Linked DNA regions of Sus scrofa: all the other regions are linked to region 1. A link is a contact called in public Hi-C, HiChIP or PLAC-seq and promoter capture Hi-C data. All regions are on one chromosome and are shown on one strand. The core of a region is the stretch at or near the end of the contact, and the rest is flanking DNA. Distances in the headings are between cores, read along the strand shown.

The links. Promoter capture Hi-C pulls out the DNA fragments that hold promoters and counts their contacts. A called contact is a pair of places that touch in the nucleus more often than the background predicts. HiChIP or PLAC-seq counts read pairs in DNA pulled down with a chosen protein or histone mark.
Region 2: a contact with region 1 is called in an H3K27ac HiChIP or PLAC-seq map of skeletal muscle, with 4 times the contacts expected there. The contact joins the promoter of TTC23L here to the promoter of TARS in region 1. A contact is called at or near these places in 1 of 47 Hi-C or Micro-C datasets (embryonic fibroblasts) and 1 of 2 datasets of contacts at active chromatin or transcription factors (skeletal muscle).
Region 3: a contact with region 1 is called in a Hi-C map of liver, with 8 times the contacts expected there. The contact joins the promoter of RAI14 here to the promoter of TARS in region 1. A contact is called at or near these places in 3 of 47 Hi-C or Micro-C datasets (embryonic fibroblasts, heart right ventricle and liver).
Region 4: a contact with region 1 is called in an H3K27ac HiChIP or PLAC-seq map of skeletal muscle, with 4 times the contacts expected there. The contact joins the promoter of SUB1 here to the promoter of TARS in region 1. A contact is called at or near these places in 1 of 5 promoter capture datasets (liver), 2 of 47 Hi-C or Micro-C datasets (heart right ventricle and skeletal muscle) and 2 of 2 datasets of contacts at active chromatin or transcription factors (alveolar macrophages and skeletal muscle).
Region 5: a contact with region 1 is called in a promoter capture Hi-C map of fetal skeletal muscle, with 5 times the contacts expected there. The contact joins the promoter of NPR3 here to the promoter of TARS in region 1. A contact is called at or near these places in 4 of 5 promoter capture datasets (fetal liver, fetal skeletal muscle and liver), 4 of 47 Hi-C or Micro-C datasets (embryonic fibroblasts and omental adipose tissue) and 1 of 2 datasets of contacts at active chromatin or transcription factors (alveolar macrophages).
Region 6: a contact with region 1 is called in an H3K27ac HiChIP or PLAC-seq map of alveolar macrophages. The contact joins the promoter of C1QTNF3 here to the promoter of TARS in region 1. A contact is called at or near these places in 2 of 2 datasets of contacts at active chromatin or transcription factors (alveolar macrophages and skeletal muscle).
Region 7: a contact with region 1 is called in an H3K27ac HiChIP or PLAC-seq map of alveolar macrophages. The contact joins the promoter of AMACR here to the promoter of TARS in region 1. A contact is called at or near these places in 1 of 47 Hi-C or Micro-C datasets (liver) and 2 of 2 datasets of contacts at active chromatin or transcription factors (alveolar macrophages and skeletal muscle).

What each region holds. Positions count from the first base shown.
Region 1 is chr16:19,453,487-19,457,386 of Sscrofa11.1, reverse strand. It overlaps TARS (threonine--tRNA ligase, cytoplasmic), which reads right to left and starts at 2,093. Exons shown (of 20, transcript XM_021076644.1): 1 at 1,880-2,093. The coding sequence starts at 1,936.
Region 2 is chr16:20,439,565-20,443,464 of Sscrofa11.1, reverse strand. TTC23L (tetratricopeptide repeat protein 23-like) reads right to left here and starts at 2,212. Exons shown (of 12, transcript XM_021076626.1): 1 at 820-2,212.
Region 3 is chr16:20,267,088-20,270,987 of Sscrofa11.1, reverse strand. It overlaps RAI14 (retinoic acid induced 14), which reads right to left and starts at 2,260. Exons shown (of 20, transcript NM_001128462.1): 1 at 2,156-2,260.
Region 4 is chr16:18,757,097-18,760,996 of Sscrofa11.1, reverse strand. It overlaps SUB1 (activated RNA polymerase II transcriptional coactivator p15), which reads right to left and starts at 2,111. Exons shown (of 5, transcript XM_021076608.1): 1 at 1,983-2,111.
Region 5 is chr16:18,839,585-18,843,484 of Sscrofa11.1, reverse strand. NPR3 (atrial natriuretic peptide receptor 3) reads right to left here and starts at 1,945. Exons shown (of 8, transcript XM_021077060.1): 1 at 236-1,945. The coding sequence starts at 986.
Region 6 is chr16:20,057,929-20,061,828 of Sscrofa11.1, reverse strand. C1QTNF3 (C1q and TNF related 3) reads left to right here and starts at 2,201. Exons shown (of 6, transcript NM_001145386.1): 1 at 2,201-2,587. The coding sequence starts at 2,285.
Region 7 is chr16:20,021,130-20,025,029 of Sscrofa11.1, reverse strand. AMACR (alpha-methylacyl-CoA racemase) reads left to right here and starts at 1,691. Exons shown (of 5, transcript XM_003133873.4): 1 at 1,691-2,065. The coding sequence starts at 1,807.

The sequences.
Region 1 (3,900 bases), core at 844-3,343:
AGATATATTCCTATACTATATAATTCATCCACATAAGCTATATAATTCAATGATTTTTAGTATATTAACATTTGCCCAACTATCACTGTTTTCAATTTCATCACTCCAAAAGGAAACCCTGAACCCATTAGCCGTCATTCTCAGTTTCTCCCTCTCCCCAGCACTTGGCAACCACTAATCTTTCTGTCCCTATAGCTTTGACTATTCTAGGTATTTCATATAAATGGAATCATTCAATACGTGGTCTTTTGTGACCACATTTTTTGTGTGAGCTTTCACTTAGTACAATGATTTCAGGATGATCTGTGTTACATGTATCAGCATTTCATTCCTTTTTATTGTCATATAATATTCCTATTTATATTTATATTTACCCATGTGTCACTTGTGGACATATTGGTTGTTCCTTTCAATTTAACAAAACATGATTTGTGTAATTTCAAAAATAAAATTTTAAAATGTGACTATAAATTTCACGCTAATACTTTCCCCACTCTGGGATTCAGGATTTAATAAACTTTTAAGATTTAGTATAGCCAACAGCTGAACAATAAACACATCTTAAACCAATTCTAATCAGGCAAAGCACTAACCGACAGGAATATAAGAACACCTACATGCCTTCTCTATACTATAGGATTAGTGGAGTTCCCACTGTGGTGCAACAGAAACCCAGAATCCGATTAGGAACCATGAGGTTGCAGGTTCGATCCCTGGCCTCGCTCAGTGGGTTAAGGATCCTACGTTGCCTGCAAGCTGTGGTGTAGGCTGCAGGGGTGGCTTGGATCTGGCATGGCTGTGGCTGTGGCAGGGGCCGGCAGGTACAGCTCTGATTATACCCCTAGCCTGGGAACCTCCATGTGCTGCGGGTGCAGCCCTAAAAAGACAAAAAAAAAAAAAAAAATTAAAAAAAATACTATAGGATTAGCCATATCAGGTAAAAAGAAGGGGAAAAATTAATTGCAGGTCTGTCAGTGAAAATTTAAAATGGAAAGATAATTAAATAATTCTATTTTCCTGATTAAATGTTTTTGATTTTGATCCTATGGGTATTTGCTAAAAGAACAGAAGTAATGGAAAAGGAGAGAATTAACACCAAGGCTTTTATGTCTTCAAAATACCTCTCCATTTTACAAATGAGAATAGTGGCTGAAAGAAAGTAGATAATTCCCCATGTGTGCACAGCCGTTAAGTAGAACAGCCCAGGGACATTAAAATGGTACACAGAACAGACTGAGGATGTTCCTGATACTAAAGGGAAAGTTCAGAGCTGAAATGTTGAGCTTTTGCGAATGGGCTAAGTATTGCCTCCAGCACCAAGCAGGGAAGTGTGTAACTTCTCTAGAGTTTGTCAGCTGCGGTCACCCAGCCTCCATCACTTATTATAAACCACCCAAAGCTTGAGCAAGTTGGACCAGGTCTCGGTGACTAGGCTTTCCCTTCCTTAAACTGGGGATCTTACCCCTACGCGGTTTTAGAATTAAACGAGGCCCTGCAACATTCTTCCCAACTATGGTGAGCGAAAGACAGGAGTCTAGGAGTCTGTCCGGAGCCCTAGACTCTAATTCTGTCTTCGGCTTCTAGTTAGTTGTGTGACTCAAAGCAAGACACTCAAGATCTCAGTTTCTTCATATACAAAAGAGAATGGACCCTGAAAAGACCTGCAAGGCCTCGCTCTACTGTATGAATTTGAGTTTCCTCGCCAAAGGAGGCCCTGACTTACTCAGGAGCTCCATTGCCCCTCTCGGACTCCTCCACCCCCCTACACCGCACCCCCTACACGACCGGGGCCACTTCCTCCACCCCTGGCTCCCCGGTAAAGCAACGTGGGTACCGGGAGAGCCCAGCCCAACCTCCAGGCTCTACTCTGCCCACTCACCGGCTTCTCCTCGCCTCCCATCTTTCCTGAAGGACTGTGGGCTTTCTCCTCAGACATCGGCAAATCACCCCAAAGAAAAAAAAAAAAAAATCCAAAACGATAGGCTGCACAGGAGAGTGGACGACAGATAGAATTGGGCTTGAACGCCCGGAAATCCTCTGCTTGCGCCACTCGTGCCAGCTGATGCAATAGGAAAGCGCCCAAACTCCGCCTCCTAACTTGACGGGAGAAGCGGCAGCCAATCGACAAGGGGGAATGGCGGGCCCTCCTTTCTCTAAACCAATGAAAAAGCTTGTCGGGCTATAGTCCTTCTAAGAAATCAGAGTGAGGCAGGGGCAGGAGAAGAAACTGCAGACGTTAAACCCGCAGGCCTGCTTTTCCCAGGGTACCCGGCTTTTCCCAGATCCTAGAAGTCCGCAGTGCGCCTGCGCCTTCTTCTGGGTGACTCGGTGACTCGACCTATTATTCTAGGGCCTTTTCGGCCACCGTAGCGAGAGAGAGGAGCTAAGTTTAAGTTTCCGGGAAGTCTCGGCCACCTGAATATCATCCCTGCCGCTGGGGCCGGACTCCGGAAGAGTGGCCAGCGTTCCCTGCAGCTTCGGCGTCGCCTGACCTGGCCTGACTGCTGAGTTCTGGAGACTTCTCAGGGATCCCAAGTCTGTGGCAGTGAATCGAGTGAACCCTCCTCACTGCAATTCAGGATTCCCAAGACCCAGGCCTTGGTGATCCAGGAACGAGCGCCTTTGCTCGGAAGTTCATTAGTACATGTCACCGCCTACCTATATTGCATCAGAAAGCATTGAACATGCAGTGAAACTTTCAATTAAGGAAATAACCACTCCGACTCCACGGATTCTCCCGTAGAGGTCTCAGTGTTTCGAATCTCCTGGTCTACTTTCATTTATTTTACCAGCCAATTGAAAACCGTTACTAATTTGAAATCAGAAGTGCAGTGAGTTCGTCTATAGTTTATGACCATCACCAACTTACTCCATCACCAGGTTTTATAGATTTTACTTTATAAATATCAGTCCTTGACAACTTGACACCTTCAGGGTCGTCCTTCCGTGAAGATCAATAACCAATAGCCTCCTGACCCGACTTTCTGCATTCATTTTTCACATGGCACCAGAATACAATACAAATATGATCATGACAACCTCTTGCTTAAAACTCTTCTTCAAGGGACTTTCAGTATAAAAATAGCCAAAGCTTTGAAGGCCTCTGACTGCCCAACTTTTTCACTTCACCATGCAGTGAACGAGTGATCTTACTGTTTCTCAGGTGTGCTCCCACAGGTTTTTTTTGTACCTGCAGAGTTTATTCTCCCCATCCTTATCTCTTCCTGCTCCACATGCTTTTTGCCTACTTTGCACCTATGTTAGCTCTCAAGAATTGTTGTCTTAGGGGAACCATTTCTTGACCCTTACTGAATGGAGCAAGTCTCCCTGTTAGATCTTCCTGCAGCTGTCTTTATAGCACCTATCAGTTCAGTTTTACGATTATAAAGTTACTGATTGAAAGCTTCTCTAAAGCACAACTTGTGTATTTTTGCCAGCATCTAGCAGATATAAGCCTGGCATACAGTTAACATTCAATACGTGTTGAGGGAATTAATGCGTGTTGAGATAATCCTTGCTTGAAAAACTAACTTTGTTAATAAGAGTAGATTATTGGTAGTACTTTGTGGGTGTTTAAGAAGTTCCAAGAGTTATGCGCAATTTTATAGGCTTAAATAAACCAATCTGACTTTCCATACTTAGAGTAGGAATCAATAGGATCTTACCTTCTATGCAAAACAAGTTAATTATGCTCTTTAGACAGGTTTTCAGAATTGCATCTTAATTTTGAAAAAGAATAACCAGGACCAGAAAGATCAAGGTCACTGAATTTGTTAGAAGCAAAATATAGGCAGAATATAGGCTAATAATGACAGATTGTTCTTACTACTGTGAAACTTGATCTTTAGCAGCTTTTCTTAACCCTTTGTTCTCATTTAACCTCAGAATCAGTCCTGGCCT
Region 2 (3,900 bases), core at 963-3,462, 990 kb before region 1:
TAAATCCCTAATTAAATTTCTTCCATCTAATTTTCACTCCACCTTACCTCCAAAATCCCTGGCCCTTTTACCCCTTTAAGCCAGGACATTTACAGCTCCTGAATCATCAGAACTATGATCTTCTAAAGTCAGATATTATTTTTGCTGAAAATCAGCTCTCGCTACTAACAGTGTGCTTATTAATCCTTCTCTGTATCCTTAGGGCATTCTATTTAGTAGATGATCCTAATTAAGGAACTAAAACACATGTGTATATTTTGGCTGCTCTCGTTAGCTAATGGGGGAAATGGTGGAAACCCAGGCAAAAAATTTCATTTATAATTATTTGCTAAATTCACTCCTCATGGCTATCCCTGCCGCTTAAATCAAATCCAAATTGAGTTATATACCAAACTTCAATACCCTCCAAGTCGCTCCTCACCTCACCTTGCACAATGTCACTCACTCCCACCTGAGCCCAGAGTAGCTCTCTGACTCCGGCTTCACAACACCCACAATCTAAACACCAGAAGGGAGGATTAACTTGTTTTTCTAATCTCTACTTTCAAAACTGTGGCCAGGGCGAGGGGTTTTGACTTCTCAACCTCCTAAATTCTGTTCCTATGAAGTTTCACATTGGCCCTGAATTCTAACACCAAACCATGACCCCTCTCTCAAGTGCAAACCGCTTCTTTTCGGCAGTAGCCTCGCCTTAACTTCGTAAACCTCTACGCCACATTCTGAGCACCGTCCGAGCTTCCCCTGGCTTTTTCTTGTGAGCGGTGCCATGACAGCAGAGGCTCTGGACTGAAAAGCCAGCGAGGGGGTCGCACGGCGTACCTGGCCGAGGGCAGAAGAGCCACGGCCCGGAGCTAGCCTTCCCGGCTCCCTCAGCCCGGCAGGTCGGCTTCCTCGGGCGGCTTCAGCGTCCTGACCTTGGCGGGCCTCGTTAAAGGCACCGCAGGGTTGCCTTGCGGAAGCCAGACGCTCAGGTTCTTCGGCCCCTGGAGCCTGCCGCCCTGGTTCTGGCTCCGAGATAATGGGGTTGCTATGGGAACGGAACGCTCCCGGCGGCGCCTAGAGCATCCGCGCCTGTAGCCATAGCGACGCGGGGCACTTCCGGTCAGGCGGAATCCCAGGCGGCTGCAGCCAACCGCAGCTGCCACGGCACCCTCCGCTTTCCGGTCCCAGCAGGCGAGACTAGGGTGACCTTAGGCTCAACCCACCCTTCTCGGCTGAGGCTGAACCGTCCACTATTGTTTTTCTCTAAGGGACTTTACCTCTTGGAGATAAGACGCGGAAGAGGAGATAAATCCCACGGAAGGATGGAAAGGGTGTCGGGCTCTATGATTTATTTAAGGCTGCTACATGACATGCCTGCCGGACTGTATTCGGCGACACCCTGTGACCCCCGCGGGCCTCTCCACGGGCCCTGCACCCTCGCAGTTCCCCTAGGTGTTGGGGCTTTCCGGGCCCTGGAGGAAAGGCTCAGATTGAACTATTGACAGTGTGGCACTGTGTTGCTCTGCATGGATAGGGAAGTGGCCTGCAGGAAGTGAGTAGCTTAAGAAATGGATCACTAGCTCTGCTAATGATCAGCAGTTCAGAGAATATTTTTGAGGGTAGAAGACACATTTGGCAAACACCACATAGCCCGAAGTTATGCACCATGTATTCTTATCCCACCCATCTTCACTGGCATGAAATATATACAGTGGTAACAACTCAGATCTGACAGGTGCAGGGCATTTGTGGTCAATACCCAAAGGACCCGCACTGGCTCCAACAACCTTGTAAAACACAAGAATACTGTCATGAACCCCACAATGAATTAGGAGCCTGTGACAAGTCAAGTTGGAACTGGTATGTCCTCATTTTCAAAAAAACAAAAAAGCTGGGTAGAGAGAGAAGGAAAATATTTACCAAGAACTTGACCCGTGGTGTTTACATTTAGTGTTTGTTCTTTCCAGTTCTGAGGTTGAATTTTAATTGCTATTGATCCAAAATTGCCAAGATAACCTTTCTGGAGTTGGGTTGGAGGAGCTACTTTAAGGAGTTTGCTTTAATGTTTCTTAAGTAAAACCTGGATGGCATATTAAGGTTTGAATCTACCCTTAAGTCCTGAGCTAAAATTTTGGAAGAAGCTCACCTCCTTTACTCTGTTTCCTAAAGAACCCTTAGCACAAACAATGATGAGAGCATTGAGCCTGGCTTCAAAGATGTCAGGGTTCTGGTTTGGACTGTGTGCCCTGGGGCAAGTCACAGCCGGGAGAACTCAGTTTTGTTGCCTGTACATTGAGAGTGCTTATACCACTGGCTTTCTAAAACCCCTTCCAGAATTCTGTGAGGGTAAACAACAGATTTTTGTGATTCTGTGAACAATTTAACATGTATGGGGATGAAAAGGTTTCCTTTTCTCTTATTTCCCTTACACTTGTTACAAGTTGGTCTTCATTGAATTGAAAACTTTAAATGTTCTGTCAGCTAGGAAACGGCTCTGGTTGTTTCTAAGTGTGTTCCATGTAACTTCTCTTTCCTGATCACTTGCTTTGCAATCCTTGTGAAGTGAAGTGGTACCAGAGCAGGCACTAAATTCCCATTGCTACAGCTGACACTCTGGTTCCACCTTCATTTAATTAGCTCTGACCAGAAGCAAGTTGCCCTCATTTGTAAAATTAGAAATCAAGTGAAAAGACTTAGACTGCTAAACCTCTGTGCCATTTTTTTCCCCTCTCCTTGCCTCTTAACCTTGGCTGCAAATGTAAACTTAGAGTGTTGCAGGAGAGGTCGTGTCCTGGGACTTGCAGGAGTCCCTAGAATGGGCCACCAAGTGAGGCTTCCAGGCTTCACTCAGCAAAGAATTCTAGAGAGCCACAGTAAAGAGCAAGCAAGTTTCTTTAGAGGAATACATACTCCTTAGGCAGAATGCGGACCATCCCAGAAAGGGAGAGCGACCCCACAGCATGGAGTCCTGGAGTCCTAGGTTTTTATGGGTTAATTTCCTTTTTTTTTTTTTTTTTTTTTTTTTTTTGCTTTTTTAGGGCCACACCCATGACATATGGAAGTTCCCAGGCTAGGGGTTGAACTGGAGCTGTAGCTACTGGCCTAGGCCACAGTCACAGCAACACAGGATTCGAGCTGTAACCTATACCACAGCTCACAGCAACACTGGATCCTTAATCTGTTAACAGCAGCTGCCCAGCAGCCCTGCGCCGCAGCGTAACAGCTCTGGTGACAGCCCTGTGGCTGTAGTATACCAGCTCTAGTGACAGCCCTTTGGCTTTAGTGTACTAGCTCCGCACCCCTGTGGCTGCAGTGTATCAGCTCTTTCACCCAGCGAGAACCCAAGTGAGCACTTGCAGAGTTGGAGAACTCAGGCTTATTACACCGGCAAGCTCAGAGGAGATCGCTCTCTGCTCTCCGGCATCTGAGCCCCGAAGAAGGGCTTCACAAGGCTTTTATGGGCTACCTCTGCCGGGTCCATGCTTGGCTGGTTGGACCAGAGCGACGTCAGGCAAGGCAGTAGATGCAGAAACAAGTTTACAGAAGCAGATGTGTGGGGGAGGGGTGGTTGGGACAGTTGGCTCGACTTTCCTTAGTCATCATGGCCGGGCTCTCCTTTCTACATTTTTATTGGGACATTTTCTCCTACAAATCCACTGAGTGAGGCCAGGGAGCGAGCTCGAATCCTCATGGATACTAGTCAGATTTGTAACTACTGAGCCACAGCGGAACTCCCTGGATTAAATTATTTCATAGGCTAACCAGTGGGAGGAATAGTCTTGCTATTTCAGCGTAGGGTGGGGATATTCCAGGAATCGGGCCACTGCCCACTTTTTGGCCTTTTATGGTTCTTCTTGAACTGCCATGGCCTAAGGTGGAGTGATTTTTAGTATTCCAATGAAGGTATAGGAGCTAAAG
Region 3 (3,900 bases), core at 1,011-3,510, 810 kb before region 1:
TATGGAAAGATTAGCAACTTAAACATGAGAATGGAAAAAGTGGAAGTCTTACTATGTTCTCCTTATGTGTGTTTGAAATATTTGGGGGAAAAAAAAGAAAGGATAAAAGGAAGGCGAGAGGGGCAGACAGACAAAGCTCTTCCATCACATTCCAGTAACTCCAAGGTCAAGTCTCCCTAACTTCCAAAGCTCAGTATCTTCACCTTTAGAACATGAGTGACACTAGGTGTGCCTGCCTCAAAGAGGCCATGGAAGTGACAGTCCAGAGACAGAACCATTGTCAGTACACTACTAGCAGACGGGGGGCACTACATCATGCTCCCATTCAATCTCCAGGAACCAGCATCCATTCTTTTCATTCAATTTCACAGATAACAGCCACAAGATCTTTCAACAGGGTTATAACTCCCACCACCCCACCAAAAAAAAGCCATAGAACAAATTTAAGGCATGCAAATGATACCGTAAATTCATTAATGAAGCACTCAATGAATGGATACAGCTCAAAATGGGACCACCTGTCCCAATTGAAGTTGTGCAGGCACTGGTCAAAAATTACAACAACTGGATAAATTTCCTCACATGAAATCTATTGCCTTACAAGTCCAACGGGGGGGGGGGGATATGACACTGGTTAAGCATCACTAAGAAACATGATGAGACTACACCCATCAGTAATAAAATTCCCAGCCACACCTGTAAACAGGACTCTTCAGGCTGGGGTCAGAGCAATCAAAATGCAGCCTCCCTGTGATGTACTCTTCTCCAACTATGTTCAAACCTTAGAGGTGAGACTCTAATGGCTAAGATGAGCTTCTGTCTTACTGATCCATAAAGGCAATTCCTCCCTCTGCCAGGCCCTGCAGGTCTTGAGATCACATTCTCCAGAGAACTGGCAATGGTCCCATCATCCCAGGGCGCTTAATAGTCTCCTCCCTTGGAAGGAAAACAGAGACCAAACTAAATCACCTGTGACCCTGCGGCCAAAGGAACCCGCGAGGTCCAGGTGAGCGGCCTTGAGTCCGCAGATTTGCCCCAATCGTTGGAAACAAAGTTTCCCTGAGCTGGGCTCCTTGGAGAAGCGCAAGCTTGGCTATACAGCCCAGGTGCTGCGAGGTCACTTGTAACGTCTCCACTTTACCGTGGGCTCCGTCTGCCTGGATGGAGTCTGTCTGCAGCCTCTCCCGGCTCTGAGCCTACCCCTCTTCACAAAAGCGGGGTACGAGGTCCAAACGCAAAGGAAAGCGTCAGCTAGGGGTTAGCAGATGAACTCTGCAAACTGCAGAAACTAAACAACAGACACAAAAACCTGCCCAAGCCAGCACTGAAGAGAGGGTGGGTTAGGGAGGGTACCCACCCTGCAGAGCAGAGGTTGGAGTGGATGGCGGGCGGGAGCCCTTCTCTCGGCTCCACATCCTCCCTCCTCCCCAAGTCCCAGCTACTCGGAGTCGGCCCGAACTCCAGCATCTTTCCTCCCAGCCCTTCTCGGAGCTGCGCTAGGGAAAAGGACAAGAAGAACCGGGAGCGGGGGTCAGTCCCGCGCCCGGAGCGGCGTCGCCTGCACCCTTGCACCAGCTGAGGGCTCCTGAAGTCAGAAAAGGAACAATAGCGGACCCTCGGCCGCCCCAGCCCGCCGAGTCTCCCGCTCGCGCCTTCCTCCCACCTCCTCCAAGTTCAGCGCGGAGGCGCGTCGAGTCCAGAAGCGGGGACCCGGGGGAGTCAGGCGCCGGACCGGCCAGGCAGGTGGGACAGGGAGCTGACTGGGCGCAGCCAGAACGCCCTGCCGGGGGCTGGTCATTCATTCCCACCCGCGCTCCCTCCGCAACCACCCTTGCCTCAGCCGGCCTACGAGTCGCGGGGGCCGGTAGGAGAGGACCCCTCTCCCAACTTGGCTCGTCCTCCCTCTCTACTCTGACCCCCCACCATCCTCCTCTTCCTCTGTTTCTCAATCTGTCCTCGGCAGACAGTTGGCGGCCGGCGGGGACAAGAGAGCGGTGACGGGACCCTCGCAGCCACCCCGCCAAGCCCCTCTGCCCGGCGCGCCGTCCGCGCCTCCTCGCCGCCTCCCTCATCCGAGTCCCAGACACAAAGGCGGGGACCGTAGCCGAGGACCCCGCTCCCGGGAGCTTCCCAACTCTCAGCGCCGCGAACTCACCCCATCGAGACGGCGGCGGCTCCCGGGCCCCGCTGGCTGCGCCACCCCGCCCGCCGCTTCCCCAGGAAAACGCGGCCGCCGGGCTCGCTTCCTGCTCGGCTTCCTGCGCCTCGGTCCCTCCTCCTCCTCCCCCGCTGCGGGGGTCAGTGGGCGCCGCGGCTCCCGGGCTGGGCCGGCGGGGCGGGGGCAGCGGCAGCACCACCACGTGGCCGCCCGGCGCCGGCCCCCGCCGACCCGGATCCCGCGGGAGCGGGGAGGGAGGTGCTAACCATTCCCCTCCCCTTCCCCCCCGCGCGGCCCCAAATTCCGCGAGTCAGGTGATCCGGCCCCGCGCTCCGGCCGGGACCTGCTGGAGGTGCTCCCGCCCGGCGGCCGCCCCCTCCTCAGGCCCGCGCGCCGTGGCGTCCGCGGCTTGCTTTCAGTTTTCCCCAGATCGTGGGACCCTCCCCCGTGGATCTGTTTGAGCCTCATCACCTGAAGTTAATGGAAACCACCGGGTTTAAGACGGATGAGATCCTGAATAGTCTTCCTTTCTGGTTAATGTCCAAAGTCGTTTGTGGTCGTGGGGGTGTTGTAAAGTCACTCATCCGAGCTCCTTTAAGTCGGTTGTTTTCTCCAAAATTCTTGAACAGAAAGTAAACTAGAATACGCTCATATTCTCTGGACTGAACCAGTTGGTTGGAGTGACTGTTCCAAACACTCCTCAGGTGGCAGGAGAAGACTCCCAGCGTTGTGTTGCCCAGGCGCTGGGAAGGAGAAACCGACAGCCTGAACTGAGCGACACCTCTGGGAATGCCCGCCCTGCGAGGTCTGGGATGCAAAGGGGGCTGGCCACACACACACACACCTCCAGAGTTTCTTCTTTACACACACACACACACACACACACACGCCCCTCGAGAGTTTCTTACACACACACATCCCTCGAGAGTTTCTTCTTTCCCCAGCTGCTGAGCCTGGCGTTTGAATGGTGACAGACTCCTCCTTTAATTCCAGGGATTGCAAACCTCTCTACCTCTCACTTAATTTGGATCAGCTTTGCCACTCATTGGTCAAGCTAACCAGCTATGGCTTAAAAAGTCTTTTTTCTCCAAAACCCCTGTGCTTTCCCTGTTAACTCTACATCCTTTGCTGAGGGCAGACAGCTTCTTGAATAAATAAGCAGTATGAGACCTTTTCTGGTGAGATCCACTCTAAATCAATTGAACTTCTTTAAAAAAGCAATTCCAACAAAAATGAAATTCTCCTTGCCAGAGGTCAATTTACAATGTCTCGGCCAGATCTTTAGGACTTGGAGACAGACGTTATCTGTACCCCCTCATCACCCACCCACCACCAAGCCAAGGGGACAGCCTGTCTTAGCTTTAACAGGTGACTTAGCAGAGAGCAGAAGGTGTGTGACTAGTTGCATGGCCTTCCCTTTCTAAATCATAGGTCAGAGGTTCTTTAAAGAAGTGATGAACAGTCGATTTAAAGCAAGATGTACACTCTTCCTTTCATCTCTCTCAAATAAAATCACCCTCTAAAAGACATGTGAACTGGTAAACTTCTTTTTGGTTTAATGCTGGCAGTGTCCACAATACAGATTTTCACTGCGGTTCACATGAATGGTGTACTGTGGGATATTTATTGGGGAACAATACTGCCACGTGCAAGTTTCTGTTCCCCTTTTAGCAGGACAGTTTCCTTCCAGCCGGAGCAACTGGAAAGGTGGGTGTTGGAGTGTGGTAGGCACTATGATGCCT
Region 4 (3,900 bases), core at 862-3,361, 700 kb after region 1:
TGCTTTCACATGCCTGAGAGCAAGGCACAGTCTTCTTCCTTTATGTTTCCCAAATTTCAAGCAATTCCAAGGCTTGCTGTACCTCTTTCCAAAGCACTATTACAAAAGTGGTAAAATGCTGGAGTTCCCGTCATGGCTCAGTGGTTAACGAATCCTACTAGGAACCATGAGGTTTTGGGTTCGATCCCTGGTCTTGCTCAGTGGGCTAAGGATCCGGCGTTGCCGTGAGCTGAGGTGTGGGTCGTAGACGCAGCTCGGATCCCTCCATGCTGTGCTCTTGCCTAGGCCGTAGGCCGGTGGCTACAGCTCTGATTACACCCCAGACCTGGGAACCTCCATATGCCGCGGGAGTGACTCAAGAACAGGCAAAAAGACCAAAAAAAAAAAAAAAAAAGTGGTAAAATGCTTACTTTCAAAACGAGTATCTTTTGTTCTCTCCATCTCTGAAAAGCCTGAGTCTTATTAATTTTTGTGTGCCATAAAGGGCCCAATGTACACAACACATACTGTAAATGGTTGCTGGATGAAAGATCACAAATAACGCAGCTCTCGACTAAACTTGCATTTGCACTGGCACTGAATGTGCCGCACAATAGGAGGTCAAGGTAAAAGAAATGGGCCATCCCCGGCCAGCACTAAATTCAAGAAGCTCAAACTATGCCCAACTCAGCCTTACTGCTTTTAACTGGCAATTTCTTGATGACAGGAGGAGTAAATTCAGAAGGGAGCAGCAACATTCATAAAACCACGTTGTATACATGAGTCCTGTTAGTGCCCCACTTTACAACCTAATCTCCAAAATCAATCTTGTTGTTTTTTATGCTAGTTGCGATTAATGCCCAAGAAACATTTTTTAAGGTAATTAAATTGAACATAATCTATATTTCACTTTAAAACGGTCAAGCATAACTATACCATCTGTTCGTTAAAGGTACCTGGGGGCCTAAGACCATTTCAAAGAACCACCTCGTGTCTAACCCAAGTCAGTCCATCCGACACGAAGAGAAGGCAATGGTAACTAAAGCCAGCCTCTTTGAACTTCTAACAAAATACATTTTAATTTTTACTGAATAAGCCTTTACTGTTCGAGGTAAAAAAGGGGGCGGGGCAGGCTCCTCCTGAAGGCAAAAATGATACGAAAAGCGCCGGTATAGAACATACACAAAACACAACCTAAAAATCAATCTTCTATCTTTGATGAAGGCATGGGGGAGGGAGCATTAGAAAAGACGAGGTGAAAATAAACTAGGACCAAAGGACAGACGAATTCGGTACAACACGAGGGTGATAAACACTAAAACGGAGAAGGGGGGGTCTCACAAGACCAAGAACCTCGGGACAGGCAACGACTTGGGCGAGGGGAGGCAGGTTGGTCGGAGGGGGCGTGGGAAGCAGCGAAATGCGGAGGAGACGGTGTGGGAAGAGGAGGGACTTGCACCAAGCGCCATTTTCTTCTCTCGAAGCGCTCGCTACCCCCCAGCAAACCAGCCGTCCCCTGCCACCCCAGTCTCTACTGCCGCCCCCTGGGTTCTCCTCCGCCCTGGCCCACTCTCCCTCACCCCTGGAGGGCCCCCCCAATCCTGGGGGCAGGGGTGGGGGCACCAGAGAGGCCTAGGGCAAGCGCAGGCCCCGCACGCGCCCCCGCCCGAGCCCAGGCCGCCGCATTGTCCCGGGGGCGCCCCGGCCCCCTCCCCGCGGCTCCTCGCCCCGGCCCGGCCGTGTCCAGCCGCCCCAGGCCGCTGTCCCCGGGTGCCACCTCCAGGCGCCGAGGGGCCTGCACCGCGTGAGGCGCGGGGTCGGGTACAGAAGAGAGGGTCAGGGGAGGCGGAGGAGGAGAAGCTGGAGATCGGGCACCGCCGCCATTTCCCGCTGCCGTCGCGGACGAGAGGGAACGAGGGGAGGTAGTAAGCGGTTGGGCTGAGGGGGTGGGGGTCGGCCAGGTCGGGGTTTCGAAGGAGGAGGACCGGGACCCGAGTACTCACGCTCCGCTCGGGTAGGCGAACCACCTCCTGCTGGCTCGCTTGCTCTCGACTGACAGAGAACCGGAACTGACGGCAGCTAAGAGTCTCCGGCCCCGCCCCGCTGGGACCGCGGACACGTGATGGGGCGTGGCCTCCCCGCGGAAACCAACACCGAGACCCTTTCCAGGGCTTTAAAGGGACCTCCCCTGGTCCTGAACCGATGCCGTTAAAAGTGAGATGCAGCCAAGACTGGATCAGACCTGTGAGGGAACGAGGGAATGAATAAAACAAGAATGACAAGCACCGAGCTTTGCATTTGTTTAATAAATGTTTTCTTGTATTAAAATGAAATGTCCATACATGACCCTGGCTGGTAAAATTCAAAGGGAAGAAGCCAAACTCACAGCATTTAATTCCAGAAAGTGGGGAAAGGAAAAAAAAAAAAAAAACTTTGCAGACCTCTTCGGTCACATACACATCCTTAATACCTAAACTGAATCCTGGAGGTGTATGGTAGTTCACAGAAGGCAAGAGAAATCCATACTACAAGCAGGAACACGGCCAATAGATTATTTGAATGAATATTTAATGAATGCCTACTATGGCCAAGAATATATATATATATATAAGCCAAGAATAAATATAAGCTCATATATGTACATGTATGTACATATATTTATTCTACACACATTTATCAAACACCTATGTTCCAGACACTGCAATGAGGCACTTAAATATTACTTATCCTAACAAGCACTTTCCAAAGTATGAATGATTATTCTCTCCATTTTGTAGATGAGGACATCAAGGATCAACAAGATGAAAGACATCTGCTGTAGGCTGTACAGGGAGTGTGTCATGACTCAAACCCTGCACTGCTGGAGTCACACTGGACGGACTGAGGAAGACTGAAAAAGCTCGAGCCCATTCCCAATCATGCAGTGTCAGGCTAGATGACCATTTTTAAAAAGAAAAAAAAAAAGTGTAGAATTCCTTTTATATGATGTTCCTACAAAGGCAAGAATAATACATGGGGATCTAGGTTAGGTTACCTTTCGGGAGTATCGCTTGGAGTGAGAGTGAAGGAACCTGCTGGAATGCTGAATATATCTTGGTCTGAGTGGTGGTTAGATTTTCACCTAATATCTGTGCGTTTTACAATACATAAAGATACATTTCGATGAGAAAATTGAAAAAGTCAAAAAGAAAAATGAGAAAATTGAACTGTTAAAAATATGAAATTGGAGTTCCCGTCATGGCTCAGTGATTAACGAATCCAACTAGGAACCATGAGGTTGCCAGTTCCATCCCTGGCCTCGCCCAGTAAGTAAAGGATCCAGCGTTGCTCTGAGCTGTGGTGTAGGTCGCAGAGGCAGCTCGGATCCCAAGTTGCTGTGGCTCTGGCGTAGTAGGCCAGCGGCTACAGCTCCGATTAGACCCTGGCCTGGGAGCCTCCACATGCTTCGGGTACAGCCCTAAAAAAGCAGAAAGACAAAAAAAAAAAAGAAAAAAAGAAAAGTAACTTACTCATTAACCACTGTTTCAGCGTTTGCCAGCCCAGAGTTTACACACCCAAAGATAGTTTGGAAAGGACCCCCACAAACTATGGCTAAGCTGACCAAAGTTCCCTTTGGGGCCAGTGGTGCCCTGAGGCTCTGTAGGGGGTGTCTGATTGGAATAAGCTCATATAGTGGAATAACTAGAGGATCACCTGGCAGCCTGGGCTCTGGGAGCCACGAATTCAGTTCTCTTTCAAAATCTGGATGCTAGTGGAGAAAGGACAGAGTTCAGGGTACTGGCTGGAGTCACTTAACACACAACCTCCCCTCCCTCTCATTTGAGATGGAAAGAGCTACAGTTCTCTTTACTTACATGGAGGAAACTGAGCAAAGGTCCTTTCCCGGTTTATTCACTCATTTAGTTAACATGTATTCAACAC
Region 5 (3,900 bases), core at 696-3,195, 610 kb after region 1:
CTCCTTGATGTCCCCAGGACCCTCTACGTACACCCCACCACAGCCTTGAGCGATAGTCAAAGGTCGCTGCAGCCAGACAGCTCACACTAGGGAGAGTCTCCGTGCACGCGCCCTCTCCAGGTGTTCAGTGCCGTAGAGGGTAGTGGGGTCCCAGAGGCGCGGAGGGGCATGTAGGGAGAGCCGAGCAGAGTGGTTGAGTTAGGGCTGGGGGGCCCCGGGGCGCACTTCTGCTCACCTCGCTCATTGGCCTGGATGTAACGCACGATGTCGTCCAGATCCAAGCCTTTGGTCTCATCGAAATTGTAGACGGACGTGTGCAAGCCCTCCTCCTGGAAGACCTCATGGACCCCCTCGAGGGTGAAGAAGCAGTTCCGCTCCAGCTTGTCGTCGCTGTAAACCAGCACGGCGCGGCTCCACTGGTGGTGACGGAACAGGGCAAGCATCATCTCTCCCATCTTTGCGTACGCTGGCGCCACGCGCGTGAGGTGCGAGTACTCGGTGTCCTTATGCTGGAAGCCGGCTGCGAGTGCCCCGGCTGACAGCATGGGCAGATCCCAGTGGGACGCAAGCCGGGCTACCGGTGCAGCCGCATACTCGCACACCGGCCCCAGGATGAGGTCGGGCTTGGCGCCCCGCGCCGCCGCCACGCGGTCCACCAGGCTGAAGAGTGCGCGGTTGCCGCAGTCCGAGTCTTCGTAGGCCACCTGGAAGCGAGTGCCTGGTGGCAGAAGCCGCCGCCCGGTCCCGTTTCCCTCCACGCTGCGCAGTGCATATTCGATGGCCGGCCGCACCCGGGCCAGGGAAAACAGGTACGAGTCGTCCTGGGGCAACAGCACCAGCACCTCGATCTTCTGCGGCGGCAGCGCCTCTCTCTCCCGGCGCCCGCCGCCCGGGCCCCCGCCAACACCGCCACCCGTGCAGCCGACCAGCAACGCCCAGTCGAGCAGTACGCACGCGGAGAAAGTGAGCACCAGCAGGGAAGGCATCGTGCCGCAGGAAAGCGCCTGCCCTCGCTGCGGACTCGCTCTCTGCCCCCCACCCACCCTTCCTCTTTCCTCCCCACTCTACTCTCCGAGGTCCCTGCGCCCCCTTGGGCGCTCTAAGAAAATAGAATACCCCCTTCACTAACTCGCCAAAAGATAGAGAGGAAGAGTCCTCCTTTGCAATGCCACTCGTTTAAAAAAAAGAAAAAAGAAGAAAGGAAAAGAAAAAGTTCACCGGGTGTAAACCTATACAGCTATATTATAAATATACTTTTTATAAATATATATATATATATTCGCCCTCCCTTTATATATACTATTTTGCTTAGAGGTGGCTTCTTATTTGGGCGTTGCTAAGGTTTCTTTTGAAAGCGTATTTGTAAAAGAAGAAAAAGTTAGACTTGTCCAGGTGCTTGTAATTGACGGTGCATCTCCCTCGCGTTTGATCTCATTGATTCGCGCCGGTTCCTGGATCCATAACCCGAGTTTAAATAGCGTGGCAGCGGCGGAGCGTGTTACCACACAAGGCGCGCCGAGGCTGGGCTTGTATTTCCAACCGGTGGGGAGGGTGGGAGTGGGGAGTGGTGGGGGCTGGGCTGGGGAGCCTCTCATTAACATTCTTACATCAGGGCTCCTCCCCGCACCCCTACTCTTCCCACCCCTCCCCTGTCCCTAACTCCCACTCCCCGTCAGACCTCGGCCTTTTCCTTAAAGCCGCAGTCGCCCACGTCTGCACCAGCAGGAGCCCCCACCGCTCCACACTGCCACCAGGGTCCCCGCCACTCCCTTGCCCCGCGTGCGGCAGCCCTCTCTTCAGCTCCGGCCTTTAAAAATGGAAATGTGTTTGAAAGTAAAGAAACGCGCGCAGGCACACACATAACGTGCAAAAAAAAAAAATAAAAAAGAGGAATGGGGTGGTCCTAGAAATTAGTGGTTTCGTTGCAAAAAAAAAAAAAAAAAGCTCTCACCTCTCTCTCACTCCAGCCACACTCCCTCCCGAAGCGACTCGGGGCGGGCAGTCGACCTTCCCAGCCCCCCTGGCTCAAGGTCAGGGAACAAGGACCAAGGCACCGATGCAGACGTCTAGGTCGCGGACCTGGAACGCCTTGCTAGCCCCGGCGTCCTCCCCCGCCCCCCGCCGGCCTCCTCCCCCTGGGCAGCCCGGGTTCGCGCCGGAGCCGAAGTGCTGCGGCGCATCCAGCGTTCCCCACGCACCCAGTGTTCCCCGCGCACCGAACACCTCCGCTGGCGCGCTTCGAGCAGAAAAGCGAAACTTGTTGCTCCCAAAGGCGAGAGAACACTTTTTCGCCTGGAGGTGGCAGAAGGCTTGAAAAGCATCTCCAAGGCATCCTTGGGCTTTGTTTGCTAAACCAGGTAACTACATAAAGAGACCTTCTTCCGAAAGCTTTTTCCCGAAGGCCCCTGGGTGGAGTCGCGTCCTCCGCTCCAGTCCTTGCGCTGGGAAATCCCACCGCTTTTCTTCCGCGGCTCGCGAGAACCTGTGCTCTAGGTTCTCCAAGGCCGAGAAAGGTCCTGCGTCCGAGACCCAGTCACGCCACTGGTCCCAGCCACAGCAGTGTTGGAGACGAGGATGGAAACGGCCTTGAAGAAGTCAGTGACCAGAAGAGCCTCGCCGGAGTGCGCTGCGCTGCAGGGCAGGACCTAGAGGAACTTGACCCTCTGAACCTGGTTAACATTTCACCGAGGTCATTTGCAATGTGAACCTGCTACTTTGGAAGGGTGAATTCCACCACTTAGGTCCCGCGAATTAAAATAAATTGAAAGTATTTTAAAATGGTCTTTCATTTGACTGGGCGTTCTTGTCCATAAACTTCTCTTAGTCTTAGACCAACGCCCTCTTTCGGCAGAAACTTGCAGCCGCCGTCTACCCCGGTTGCCACCTCCCCAGGCGCTGAGTTTGTTTTGGGTTTTGTTTTGTTTTGCTTTATTTAACGCCGGGATCTCAAAGAGCCATCGCTCTCATTTGTGACGGTGAAACGGTAAATTGGGGTTTCCGGAGATGTAGCAACTTCAGGCATCAGTGCTCGCCACTCTTAACATCACCCTCCTTATCGCTCTTTCTGACACTGTAAATGTAGCTGAGTAACGTTTCATCCTCGGGGCATTTAGATTTCAGATAATGCTCTGTGGTCCCTGAATCTTCAAGTAGGACCTTATAATTCCAGCGAAAACCTTCATTCATGTTACTAGACCTGCTAGCCAGTAGCACACGAGGCATCTGTATACAATTTTATTTCCCCCCCAAAACGGGTACCCCCCACACACTGGAAATTGAGATTTAGAGCTTCACAGCGACTAAATCCCCCCTGAATTCCTAGGAAGAAGGGAGGGGGAGAGAGAGAGAACAACAAGCTAAATCCCGAATTCCAAGGGTCTTAATGGATTTCGAAACTGGTTGCCAGGAGACGTGAAGAAACCAGGGTTTACTATTACCGCTCGCTATGCCCTGTGTCTGGGGAACACTGGCCAACAGCGATATGATTCCGCTCACTGTGTAGCGCGGGCTTAGTGGGAAAGTCTGGGGTTTCAGTGGCATCGGGTGTGAAAGCCTCTCCCTGTCCCAGCGCTGCCCAGCCAGGGTCACAGGCAGGGCAGTGCCTTTACGTCTGAGTGAGTGTCACGGCCTCTCCGTGGCCTTTGGAACAGAGCTCTCCACTCCAGTTTGTCACTCAAGAGCACAAACTAAGATGTGGAAGGGAAGAGCCCCCAAACTAGGCAGCAGAACCAGAAAAGCCAGTGTTACCTCTCTTGCGGATGTTCAATGCACCCCTTACATTTTTCCATTAAGCAGAAACTAGGATTTTTTTTAACTAAGGTATTAATTGACATATTATATTAGTTTCAGGGATGTAACACAATGATTCATTATTTGTATATATTGTGAAATGATCACCAC
Region 6 (3,900 bases), core at 952-3,451, 600 kb before region 1:
TCTCTCTGAGCCTCTGTTTCTTCATCTATAATAGAGAATAGGTTTATTGAGAGAAGTCAGTGAGCTAAAGCAAAGATGTACTTGGCTGACCTATGCAATGGCTCAACAGATAAGATATCTTGTCATTGATTCCTACTGAGTCAAGGAGAGGAAGAGTGAGTGATTTCCAACCCTGATTGCACAATTAGTATCATCTTAGGGCATTTTTGAAACCTCTGAGTGCCCAGAGTCTAACTCAATTGGTCTGGGATGGGATCCAGGCACTGACATATTTAGAAGCTCCCTGGTTTATTTTATTATGCAGACATGATTGAGAACCACTAAATAGATGAAAGCATGGGAAACGCCAATGGCACATCTCAATGCAGTTGAAGGTCAGAAGAGATTGACTTGGAGCTACTTAGCCAGATGGTCCACACGGGGAGAGCCACCAGAGACAGCTCTTAGAAAACTTGGGAATGAGGTGACCTAGATTTTGGAGACATTTCCTGCTTTGAGGTCTCCCTATGAAATGTTTTCCAAGGCCTCCCCAGTGACGGTGCATGCCCATTGAGTCAGCCCTGAGCCTCTTCTCCCACAGCAGTATGTCATCCTCTTGCTCATCCACAAGAGCTAAAAGCTGCCCCCCTCACCCTCCCAGTCTCCAGCTCCAGGTCTGTTAAAAATTTTCAGTAGCAGCTATTGCTGACTGGATGGGCTTACCTCCCCCCGGGATATGTGCCCAAGAATGCTCATCATGGAACTTAAAGAATCCACCAGTGGGCAAATTCTGGACACCCTAAGGGCTAACTTATGAAATGGGGAAGGCAGAGTTTCAAAAACCCCTCTAGGTGGGAGCTGCCTGTTTGGAAGAAGCATGACTCCCAAGATTCCTGTACTTGTGAACTGGTGAGCTTTTATTTTATTGAATCACTCTCTTGCTCCATCCTCAGCACCAAATCCCTTCCACGTATAATGCGGGATTGAGAGGCAGCTGTTCTGGCAGTTGCAGGAGTGATGCAATTTGCATAGGGAAGTGGCTTTTGGTTCCCAGGCCCCTTTGCTGAGTGAGGAGGGCAGCTGTGAGCAGCCCTCTGGCCTCTTCCCCCTCGGCAGATGCTCTGTTGCCTCAGCATCAGGCCTGGCCTCTTACAGCGCCACCCTTGACCTCTGAACATCACACGCTGGCCATTCACAGCTTTTAAGGCCCCAGGTCTCTTCAGTCCTCATGGGGGAGGGCCAGATTTTTTTGTTAGCTGAGTGCATGAGTGATATTAGAGAAAATGATATGGAAATAGAAGCAATTTTTAATGGCATAGTTACACCGGTGCTCTTGATTTATTACCATGAAGAGGTTAGGAATGTCCATTTTCTCTTTGGCTCAATTTAATTAAAATGTAGCAAGTATCATAAAGAAAATGATAGTGCTCTCCGTGCTGATTGATCTCCTTGAAAGTAGGGTGTTTGGCTTGACACTTTGCATTTCTTCCATTTTAATAAAAAAATGTGGCAGCAGAAAGAGGAGCCAGAGACAGACAACCTTCTAATACGAAGCAGGATATTATATCTTTATCTGGCAGTAAGCGACTTGGTCCACTTTGATCCAGCCTCGGTTTTTGGCACGTCCAGGGAAAAGGAAATGAAACTTAGGATGGGGAAATGCTTTTGCTAAACCCAGAGACTCTGCGCTTGAATCCAGCCCAGCGCGCCGGAATCACCCACTCGCCTTCTGCCACCGGTGCCAGAAGGGGGAATGAGTTCCTTTAAGCGGGCTACGGTGGGGAACGAGCAACTGTACCACTCTCTTGATCGCCCTGAACAGATTCCCACTGCCATTTCAGACGGAATTGATGCAGTTAAGCCCAAATTTCCTGGCAAGCCCCAGAGGAGGTTTTTCCAAAAGGCATCTCAGACCGCGAAGGCACAGCCTTTCCATGTCTAATCGCAAAAGCAAACCACTGGACACATGCTGCCGCTTTCCAGCTGGTCGCGTATGTTTTCTTCACACTGGAACCAAAAAACGTGCCAAGGTGTGACATTTTTGAACCCCACCAACTGGGAGCTGTGCACACAAATCGTTTTGCCTGTGCTGTGGGAAAGTGATGAATGGGGGCCGTTCTGCCCGCGGAGGAGGACCGCTCTCCCTCTGGCAGGCCGGCAGCCTTATTTATTACACAGCGAAGTATAAAACCGCCCCGACCGGCAGCCGCCCTCCTCTCCAGCCCTGGCACTTGCCGGAAGAGACCACGGCGCCCGGAGTCCCAGCCGTCTGCCTCGGGGAGGCTCTGTGGCTCTTTTGAGAACCATGCTGGGGAGGCAGCTCGTCTGTTGGCACCTGCTGGCTTTGCTTTTCCTCCCTTTTTGCCTGTGTCAAGATGAATACATGGAGGTGAGCGGAAGAGCTAATAAAGTGGTGGCAAGAATAGTGCAAAGCCATCAGCAGACTGGCCGTAGCGGCTCCAGGAGGGAGAAAGTGAGAGAGCGGAGCCATGCTAGAACTGGGACTGTGGATAATAACACTTCTGCAGACCTAAAATCCCTGAAAGCCGATGAGCTACCGCACCCCGAGGTAGATGACCTAGCCCAGATCACCCCATTCTGGGGCCAGGTACTCAGAATTCTCTTCTAAGGATTACTGTCAAAGCTTATGAGTTGTGTTGTTCTTGCTCTCTCTCTCTCTCTCTCTTTTTTTTTCCTTCCAGCTCTGATCCAAGGATCGATGCTTTCCAGAAGCTTGCTGAGCTCCTTGTGGGTCTCTGTCTGGGTGGCTCTTGGGGTACTAGGTGTGCTGCTTGGTCTCTGTTAGAAAATCAGCAGAGGTAGCAGGGATGTATTGAGATAAGAGGCCAAAACTGTCCCATCAGAAAGGGGAACAGGGGTGTTCCCTGGTGGCTTCCAGTTAAGGATCCGGGGTGTCACTGCTGTGGCTCCAGTTGGATCCCTGGCCCGGGGAACTTGCACTTCCATACTGCAAGCATGGCATCCTCACCCACCCCCCAAAAAAAGAAGGAAAGGGGAACAGGGGCTGCCAGCTGCCTGCACTGCTATGACTCGATTTCTTTCTTGCTCTGTTTGTGGGGAAAGGAGGAGAGCTGACCTTTGCAGACAGATGGATCGCTGGAGATAATCATTTGCAGATCACAAGAAAGTTGGACTTGCCTAATTCCTTCCAGCAGCGAGAAGCTGCTCTTTGAATTTTTTCTTTTGATTTGCAAGCGTGCTGTGACATTTCATGCCAGGCTTGGTTATTTGATTTATGGCAGTCTAGGTTACTAAGCCTCTACGTTCACCCTGTTTAAAAAAGGACCAAAGAGTTAAAATTTTAAAAAAGACTGTCTTTAAAAATGCAAGCCTGATTTAATCGGGATTTAATGCCTGAGAATCACAGAGGACTTGATTTATTTCTTGGAGTGTGAGCTCAGCATCTAAGGGAACATCTTTAACTCTTTCAGGGTAGTATGGGAGTGAGTTAAGGTTTCAGTGTAGTGAATGGCAAATTGATGAAACTCAACTGAAAATGTTAAGAACGGAAGAAATGTGTTTTTAAGTACACTATTATTTCTATTTAAAAATGTTAAATTGAGGTTCATTGTCATATAACATTATGTTAATTTCAGGTGTACAACATAAGGAAGAAGTAGATTTTGATTTGCCTTCTAGGTATCCAGCATGCTGATATCAGATGAGGGGGGCAAGGGGGGTTTCTCTGAATTATACAGTCTCTGAACAAATCCGTTTTATGGCAAAAATCAACTGCTTCTATGCATTGAACAGGCCCTGAAAGAATCCATACAGTTGAAATCTAAACCCCTCCTACCACAGATGAAAGTTTGGGTTGAGACAGGTAACATGATCAACCAAGATCACACACAGACTCAGCTCTAGACATGGCACAAACCTGGGACTTGTCACTTGACCACA
Region 7 (3,900 bases), core at 442-2,941, 570 kb before region 1:
CCTGGCTTTGCTCAGTGGATTGGGTATCTGGTGTTGCCCTGAGCTGTGGTGTAGGTCACAGATGTGGCTTGGATCTGGCATGGCTGTGGCTGTGGCTGTGGTGTAGACTGGCAGCTGTAGCTCCGATTGGACCCCTAGCCTGGGAACCTCCATGTGCCTCAGGAGCGGCCCTAGAAAGGTCAAAAAGACAAAATAAATAAATAAATAATAAAATAAAATAAAATTAAATTAAATTTAAAACTTGAAGGGAATTCCCATTGTGGCTCAGTGGGTTAAGAACCCATCATAGTATCCATAAGGAGATAGGTTCCATCCTTGGCCTTGCTCATTGGATTACGGATTCAACATTGCTGCAAGCTGTGGTGTAGGCCTCAGGCCTCAGCTACAGCTCTGATTCATGCCCTGGCCTGGGAAACTCTATGTGCTTCAGGTGTGGCCAGAAAAAGAAAAAAATGTATAACTTTAAACTGTTGCCAAAATTCAGCCTCTGTCTACTGGTGCCTAATTGAATTGCAGAGACAGAGTCTGGGGTAAAGGAGAAAAAGATGGCTTTTATTGCTTTGCCAGGCAAAGGAGGGTCACAGGCTAATGCCCTACAGACTGTTCCCTCCATTGGAAAGAATTGTGAGGAGTTCTGTCGTAAAAAGGAAAAAAATAGGTTTTCAGGGAAGAAACAGGATCAGGACAAACATGCATCCTTCTTTCTTTGAGGGAATCTTAGTCATCAAAGCTGGAGTCAGGAGATCTCAGCAGGATCACGATGGTGGTCTTCTGGGTTATTGCCTGGAGTAACAGTACTTGGAAAAGGGCATATTGATCAGCGATTAGAACGAACTAGGCAATTCCTAAAAAACATCTTGTGCTAATAATCTTTTACCCACAGGCAATTGTGCTTAGGGTGCCTATTTTTAGCTTAAGAGTGATTGTTTTTAAGATGCAGTTAAGTCAGGGAGAAGGAGAAGGAAGGACTCTAAGCTGTTCAACTTTAAAGTATTTATTTCTGAAAGAAGCATAAGGAATCTAACTTTTTTGGGGGTGTACAAGATGCCTCTATTACTATGTGATCCAGGATCCTGTACTATTGTTGCTTGGCTCTTCCTCCCTTGTCACTGCATCTCCTCCCTTCCCTGACTGGCAACTGTCTGAACCTGTCCCTTGGTCACGGAGGCTAAATGAGGCCCATTTCCTAAGAACAAGAAATGGGGGACACAGAGGGCTTTTGTGCCCCTGAGCCTCACAGGGCCCTGATCCTTAACAAAGCTGTAATTATCTGTAGAATGGCAGGTGACAAATCAAAAATATTTAAAGCCCTCTCATTTGGCTCTGATGATCACCACCTGCTCTCATGTTCTCCTGCGAGTCATTTGTGGGTGAAACATCAGGTGACTAAGAAGTAAGGGTGGTGAAAGAGACAGTCTGCAGTCCACGGAAAAAATGCCGCTTTCTTCTCAAATGCTTATGTACTTTTTATTTCTCCAGGACCAGCAAGGTGTAGGGCCCAAAGCACAACGGCTGGGATGGACACACCGAGGGTGAAGCGTCCTGAAAAGAAAAGACGGTGACCGGCCAACCGATCCCAAGGTCAAGCCCTAGGAACAATTTTGGACTGGGAAAGGGACCAAATACGAAGCCTCCCAGCCTGCTGGGGTCGGCCGACTGGCGGAGGCGGCGCTGGAAAACGCGCCACTGCGCAGACTCCGCGGCCTGACGCAGCCGCTTAGCGGGAGGGGCCCGCAAGGGAAGTAGGGGGTGTGCGGCGTTGCTAAAAGCTGAGGGTTGTCTGCTCCTCTCCGCTTTCTGAGGGAGATGCGGGGCGCCAGGCCGCTGCAGGGCGTTCGGGTCGTGGAGCTGGCCGGCCTGGCCCCGGCCCCGTTCTGCGGTATGGTCCTGGCGGACTTCGGGGCGCAGGTGGTGCGTGTAGACCGACCCGGCTCCCCTGGCGACCCGAGCCCCTTGGCCCGGGGCAAGCGCTCGCTGGTGGTGAACCTGAAGCTGCCACAGGGACCGGCGGTGATGCGGCGTCTGTGCGCACTGGCGGACGTGGTGCTGGAGCCCTTCCGCCCTGGTGAGCGCCCGGCCTCGACAGAGATTAGTCCCGAAAGAGGGAGGGCGCCAGACCGTTTGGGGCTGGGCCCAGCACACCTTTGCCCTTTTGCCACAGACGTCCCTGTCTTTCCAGACTTTTCTGCTGCATTTGATATTGTCGTTGCCCCCCTGAGACAGTCTTCCATAGTTGGAACCCGAGATACTACTGTTGCTCTTGTACTTGTACCTCTTTTTCTGACTTCTTCCCAAGTTCCTCTTTTTGCTAATCGCCCTTTTATATTTGCCTTTTAAAATTATTTTAGGGTCACGAACCTTATGAGAATTGATCTCCCCGAAAACTCCATATAGGTACATCGTCATAAGGGCGTCTGCAGACCCAGGCTAACACTCTGCCTTAAATGCTAGTGTTCCCGACTTCCAGCTTCAGTTCAATTTCTTGGGCACTCTGCTTCTTGGAGCCACCTTATCCATTCCCATTATTTTTACCTTTTACAGGCAGTCGATGGCCAAATCTGTAATTGTACCTGCTTGTTTTAGAGCCACAGACTGCACGAATACACAGGTCCTGTGTATCTCTATATGCCAGTCCTGGGGCATTTAGGCTTCCACATATTCCAAACTGAGCCCATCATCTTTCCTCCTAAAATAGCATTTCTTCCTTCTGTATTATTTATTTTCAGTGGGGTCTATATCCACCCACTCTGCCTGACTCAGAAACTTGTATTTCATCTAGAACACCAATCTTCCTCCTCTGTACCACCTCTTGCCCCCCAGCTTTCAGTTGTCACCAACCCCGACATTCTTCATCCTTTCTATGACTCAGGATTCTTTCTCCCCACATGTACTGCAGCTTTCTTGACACAGTTATAATGGTCTTTTTAATGCTGATGTTTGGGCCTAGCACCACTCTGATCTATCCTCCGATAACAACTGCCACCATAATTTTGCTCAAGGAGCCATCCAAAGCTTCAGCTCTTATGTAGCAGAAAGGCAGTAAATGTTTGATGAATGTCTCTGGGACACCAGACATATTTAAATGTGTTAACTCATTTACCCTCAGAGCCAGCTTTGAGGACTATAATTTAGTAGTAGGATTATATCATAATTTAATAAGGCCCCATTTGAAGTTGAAGGAGGCTCTACGTGGTTAAATAATTTGTCTTGCAATTAGAAAGGTAGAGCTATGGATACAGACATGGCTACAGGGGAGGAAATTGTGGCTGGTGTTTATCTAAGTAGAGGAATGGAGTTCCTTTGTAACTTACCATAATTTTTAAAAGGACAAAGGCAGTGAGTTTATTATCTAATCTTTCTATTTTCAGCTTCAGGAAGCTTTAGGTTCCAGTTTCCTGGATTTTGCACAATTAATTATTAGTTGTCCCGTGAACAAACCATCACGGGTCATTTACGGGTAAACTGGCCCTCTCTATCTGTGGTTCCTTGGCGTCCACCAACCAATATTGTAGGTTTTGCTATTGAAAAAAACTGTGTTTGTTTACCTGCATGGTTCAAACCCGCCTTGTTCAAGGGTCAGCTGTATACTTGCTAATAATGTGAGAGCAATTTAATGCTGTTGTAGCTAACTTTTCTTTTCATGAATCTTTTTTTTTTTTTTTTCCTTTTTGTCTTTTTGCCATTTCTAGGGCTGCTCCTGCAGCATGTGGAGGTTCCCAGGCTAGGGGTCCAATCGGAGCTATAGCTGCTGGCCTATGCCAGAGCCACAGCAACATGGGATCCGAGCCATATCTGCACCCTACACCACAGTTCACGGCAATGCCAGATCCTTAACCCACTGAGCAAGGCCAGGGACTTGCAACCTCATGGTTCCTAGTCTGATTCGTTAACCACTGAGCC